Linked DNA regions of Mus musculus: region 2 is linked to region 1. The links are chromatin contacts, called in public HiChIP or PLAC-seq maps. All regions are on one chromosome and are shown on one strand. The core of a region is the stretch at or near the end of the contact, and the rest is flanking DNA. Distances in the headings are between cores, read along the strand shown.

Evidence for each region. HiChIP or PLAC-seq counts read pairs in DNA pulled down with a chosen protein or histone mark.
Region 2: a contact with region 1 is called in a FOXA1 HiChIP or PLAC-seq map of pancreatic cancer cells. The contact joins two enhancer-like sites. A contact is called at or near these places in 1 of 484 Hi-C or Micro-C datasets (embryonic stem cells), 3 of 115 datasets of contacts at active chromatin or transcription factors (CD8 T cells, embryonic stem cells and pancreatic cancer cells) and 1 of 9 other capture datasets (embryonic stem cells).

What each region holds. Positions count from the first base shown.
Region 1 is chr1:35,902,750-35,905,449 of GRCm38.p6, reverse strand. No RefSeq gene overlaps it. Among named protein-coding and RNA genes, the nearest start is that of 1110002O04Rik, 34 kb to the right of the region's middle. Within about 2 kb of position 1,264, at least 32 of the 459 cell types and tissues checked have an H3K27ac peak or open chromatin away from gene starts, as enhancers often do. A contact at or near this core is called in pancreatic cancer cells, where this site is marked.
Region 2 is chr1:36,115,589-36,118,288 of GRCm38.p6, reverse strand. No RefSeq gene overlaps it. Among named protein-coding and RNA genes, the nearest start is that of Gm33280, 15 kb to the left of the region's middle. Within about 2 kb of position 1,323, at least 43 of the 459 cell types and tissues checked have an H3K27ac peak or open chromatin away from gene starts, as enhancers often do. A contact at or near this core is called in pancreatic cancer cells, where this site is marked.

The DNA.
Region 1 (2,700 bases), core at 15-2,514:
TTCAGAACAGGAGGTGGAACTCTCAGCTCCTCCTGCACCGTGCCTGCCTGGATGCTGCCCTGCTCCCACCTTAATGATACTGAACTGAACCTCTAAACCTGTAAGCCAACCCCAATGAAATGTTGCCCTTATAAGAGTTGCCTAGGTCATAGTGTCTGTTCGCCACAGTAAAAACCCTACACACACACATATAGACACACGTGCTCGAATGCATGTATGCACATGTGCATGAAAAAGAGGGGGAGAAGACGGGGAGAGGAAGGAAAAGAGGGAGGGAGGGAGAGAGGAAGGGAGAGAGAGAGAGAGAGAGAGAGAGAGAGAGAGAGAGAGAGAGAGAGAGAAATTTTAGTGTTTTGTGTCACAGTTATCAGCTTCTCATTCCCAGTATTACTGCCTTGATTGTCTCCTGACAGGGTAGCTACTAAACCTTGTCTTCCAAATGAAACTGCACTCTTCCCAGTCTGATGCATGCTCCAGGGAGTAGCATAAAGACTGGCTAGCGTGTTTCAGCCCACTCAGGCTGAACCAGCATCTGCCCAAAGAAATTAGAGAGACAGAACGCTGCCTCTCTTTTCTCTTCTTATTAGTTCCAGGCAGTTAGGGCAACGGAGCTGGGACTAGGTGAGCACATACCACCAGGCCTGTAACTTTTGCAGAAACAGTTTAGGGAAGTCAGCACATGAACAGATAGGTGGAGCCCTTAACAGATAAAACCAGGTATTCCTGGGGAGAACGAAAATCAGATTTCCAGAGTTACTGTACTAAAACAGTCGAAAGTATCTAACTCTCAACATGAAAGAAAGCAATACAAGCCATTTCAAGGAAGTCCAGACATTGAGTTTACTAGAGCACACTTTAATTCTTCTTGATGCTCAATGAGGTCATGGAGAAGGCACTCAGAAGAATGGTGGATGAATAAGTATGGACCATTATTCAAGTAAGTGAAAGCTTTAAAAACTGGATAGGAAACCTGGAGCTCGGAAGTACAATAGCTGAGACGAACAAGTCAGTAGAGCGCTCCGGCCACATGGATAAGAGCAGGCTAAGAGAGTGGAGCCCACAGGACCAATGAAATTATTCAATACTACATGGGGGCGGGGCATGCTAGTGTCTGTCACCCCATATAGGACATCAACAGCAGACCAAAGAGACGAGTCCACCTGAGTCTACCCTAGTGAGTCACTGGGTTTACTGAGGCGGATTCTGCAGGACTATGGGGGAGGAGTTATTTACAGGATCGTGAATGACTCAAAGACAGCTCACCACTGGAGGGTCCACCTCAGCACAGCAATGACTCATGAAATCTGCATCCCTGGAGCTGCCCGGGGATGGTCAGAGAGTGTCTTCTTTCCAGCCACTGCTGCTGTTTTTTATAACCTAGGGGCAGGACTTTGAGAGCCCTGTGACTTCAAGAGCTTCTGCTAAGATTTGGTTACTTCCTGAGCTTTGTAGCTTTGCTCTCTTCCTCCTCCCTCCAAGAGGGAGATTCTCAGTTTGGAGAATCTCAGGTGTGACCATGCTAAGGTATGCTATGGTCAAACTGAGAAAAACCAAAGCACAGTGAAAATGTTGACAGCAGAAAGAGACGACTTGACATGTGTTCTGTATAGTCAATAATCAAGAGTCAGCTTCTTTTTTTTTTTTCCACAGAATACATTTTTTAATGAAAAACAGGGTACTTCAGGGTAGTATTTATCTCACTCAGATAGCATAATGGTTACTGAATTGGGAAGGGCAGCTGAACTTACATAGATTTTTTTTTTCCATTTTTATTAGGTATTTAGATCATTTACATTTCCAATGCTATACCAAAAGTCCCCCATACCCACCCACCCCCACTCCCCTACCCACCCACTCTCTCTCTTTGGCCCTGGCGTTCCCCTGTACTGGGGCATATAAAGTTTGCGTGTCCAATGGGCCTCTCTTTCCAGTGATGGCCGACTAGGCCATCTGTAGCCATAGGTGGGGGTTGGGATGGTGCAGGTGGTGGTGGTGGTGGTGGTGAGATTTTTATGCTGCTTGAACAGATGTAAACACCCACCCAAACAGTTGAGCATAGTGGTACACACCTTTAATTCCAGCACTTACAAGGCAAGAGGCAGGTTCATCTCCGGAAGTTCCAGACCAGTCTTGTCTCTGTAGAGCTAGAACCAGGTGAGCCCAGGCTACATAGTCAGACTTTGTCTCCAACAAAAACAAACCCTAAAAACAACAACAACAACAAAATAATCCAAACAAAACCAAACTTGTCATTTTGTATCTGGCAAAAGCTACCTTTCAAAAATGAAGGAAAATTTGAAGTATTCTTTTTAGATAAAGAACATGTGACTGTCATCAGTAACTCTGCCCTACTAAAAAATATGCTAAAAGAAGTATCTTGGGCTGAAATGTAAGGACATTAGATGGTAACTCAAAGCTGTATAAAAGGAAAAGATCTTCAGTGAAAGTAACTACACAGGTAACGTTAGAAGACAGTAGGACTGCATTTTGGGGTTTGACCTCCTCTTTCGATTCCTATGTGCTTTAAAAGACAAATGAATAAGACAACAGTGATCAATGTCGAAGAGGCCACAATGCATTAAGATGTAAAGTGACAATAATAACCTAGAGGAGAGATGGAGTGGAGCAGGTGTGAACACACATTGTTCACACCACACCGGGCACTAGCAATGGGCCAAGAAAATGACCTCACCGGAGTCC
Region 2 (2,700 bases), core at 74-2,573, 210 kb before region 1:
AGGGCGACAACAGGCCATTTGAGAGGCGTCCCAGTGAGGATCCAGTATTGATAGTGGAGCAGAAGTCAAAGGCCTTGAACCAGAGCAATGACTCATTGCAGTGAACATTTGCAAGCAAGGGGGTATACTGTGGGACACGCTGTGACACACTACAGCTTCCAGAACACAATTTCTTCCTTTTGCCGGAGGTTGCAAGAGTGGAGGGCAGATACAAAGAGACAGGAATGTGAATGGGATCATGGTGCTGGATGTGAACTTCACAAAGAATCAATCAAAAGTAAAAACAAACAAGCAAAAACAAACCAAAACAACAACAACAACAACAACAACAAAAACCACTGTGTTCAGAACAAGGAATTCTAATCTTTTTAACTTCTTCACCTTTTAAGATTTTTATGCAAATGTTGTAATCCCTTCCACCCGTTAAAGTCTGAGTTACAAACACCTTTCCTGCGTGAAAGGCCTGTTCCCGTGTGCTGTGGCTCAATATGGAGGGCAGGGACCAAGGGCTGCGAGGTTGTTCTGGGAGCCCACCAGAGACAACCACTCAGACATAGATTACAGCCAACTGAAAGTCAGGTATTTGGGACCTAAGTCCCTGAGCATTTAGAGCAAGGGCCTTTTGAAAACAAACACCATATCCTCGAATCCCGCACAGCAGCTTTGGGGGGAGGATGGCTTCTTCATACTCAGGTGGCTAAACACAAGCTAAGTTAGCCGGGGCATCTTGGTCTTGGGTCCTAGTATAGAAATTTTACAGGAGATTCTCCATCAAGGAGATCAAATTCTAGTTAAAATAAAGGCATAAAAGATGGAGGAAGCTCTGCACTGTCTTGCCCCGTCACTGGTTCTATGCGTGTGAGTTAAATTGTTGGCTCATCCCGTCTCTAGTAATGCATAGTTGGTCCTGAAGAACACTAGCCTAACTGCTGTTATTCTCTCTTTGACATAGTCGGCCACGCAGGGGAGGATCCAGGGTCCAACCGTAAGCCAGTAAGGTGGTCTGCCATAGGGACCCAGTTAACAGAGACCCAATTATCTGATCTATGTCTCTTTTCTTTCTTTTCATTGAGGTTTTCTCTGACCATGGCCAGATTTCCCTATTTACCATGGATTGGTTGGCATAGAACCAGCAAGTGTCTCCTAAGGCCATCCAAATCCCTCCTTGTTTCATACGCCCCTCGGTTCTGCAGGACTACCCCTGTGAGGGAACCAACTTGGCTCTCCAGCCCGGAAATAGAAGTCTCCAAACAGCCTGGGTCTAAGTCTACCTGGGAACTGAGTTCCCTAAAGTTTTGGTTCCCCAACAATCAAAGGCTGAGGTGCTCATGGCTGTTACACTAGCTAGTCCAGCCCCTATTAGGTAGGATCAGGACCAGGATTGGGGTCTGTTAGAACTTTGTTAACATTGAATCAAAGCCAACGTGAGCTCTCCCCCCTTCTCCACTGTAGACATATACTTGGGTATACAAAAAGTGGGGGCGTGACTATTTAATGAGTCAGAGGAGGAACATTTAGTCAAGCTGTTAGTACAAGCAAGCTAGGTAATCAGAGGACATCCTTGGAGAGATGATTCACCATTAGCAGGCCATGCATAAAATTGTAATCCCCGAAGGCCTTCTTCAAGCCAGCCTTCTCCACTACCTGACTGAGCTCCATTATTGTGAAATATAATGCAGTGAGGGGGTGCCTGGTGGGCTCATGCCAAGGCGTGCCCCTGAGAAATTACCCCATGAAACAGATTTGGTATAAAAAGAGGTTATTGCAGGAAGGGAGAGGAGTGAGGACCGAGAGAAGAGATAGAGGCTGACAGACAGACAGACAGGCAGGAACAGAGCCATGGGAATGGGGTGGGGGACATGGGGGGAGGAGGAGAGGGAGAGAGAGGGAGGGAGAGGGAGGGAGAGGGAGGGAGAGGGAGGGAGAGGGAGAGAGAGGGAGTGGGAGTGGTAGGCAATCCTTTTAAACACAGTCTGCACCTGGCAGCAGCAGGTGATGATGACAAGCCACTGCTAGGTCCCTGAGACGGGCTACAGAATTGCCTGTATGCTAACACCCACCCCTCCCCCCAAACCATATTGTTCCCTGCTTGGAAGAGACATAAGAGAGAGAGAGAAAGATCAACACAAGAGAGTCTTGACTCTTTTCCTGTTTTCCGAGTTTCCATGTTAGGTTTGAGTTTGATGAGGATTTTGTATCCCAGGTTAATAAACTCTGGTCAGTCTTGTCTTTAAGGGGTTCAAGTGACAGTCCCTCTGTCCTCACTGACCTTTTCCAAGGGATGATATCAGCTACCTTGACAGCAGTTGGGGTGGCAAGGATGATTGAGCATGGTCCCTTCCAGACAGGTTCCAGGATCAGGGGAGGGACGTTGTTTATCCAAACCAAGTATCCTGGCTGGAACTGGTGGGCAGGTTTGGAGGTGGGAGATAACAGAGTTCCCTTCCGAGTGTGGTCAAAGGCATGGCGAGCTTCCGGCAAAGCCTACGAGGGCTTGAGACGGGAGTATCTAGACAATTCTGCTTGAGGAATTTCTTGGAGTTTGGAAAGAATGGGAGGCTGTCTCTGAGACATCGTCAAAAGGAGCCGGTCGCTTCCACTAAGGAGTATGTTAGGCTATGAGCAAGGGGAGGAGCCTGGCCCACTTTTTTCACCAGTTTCTAGGACCAATTTGGTCAGAGTCTCCTTGAGAGTTCTCTT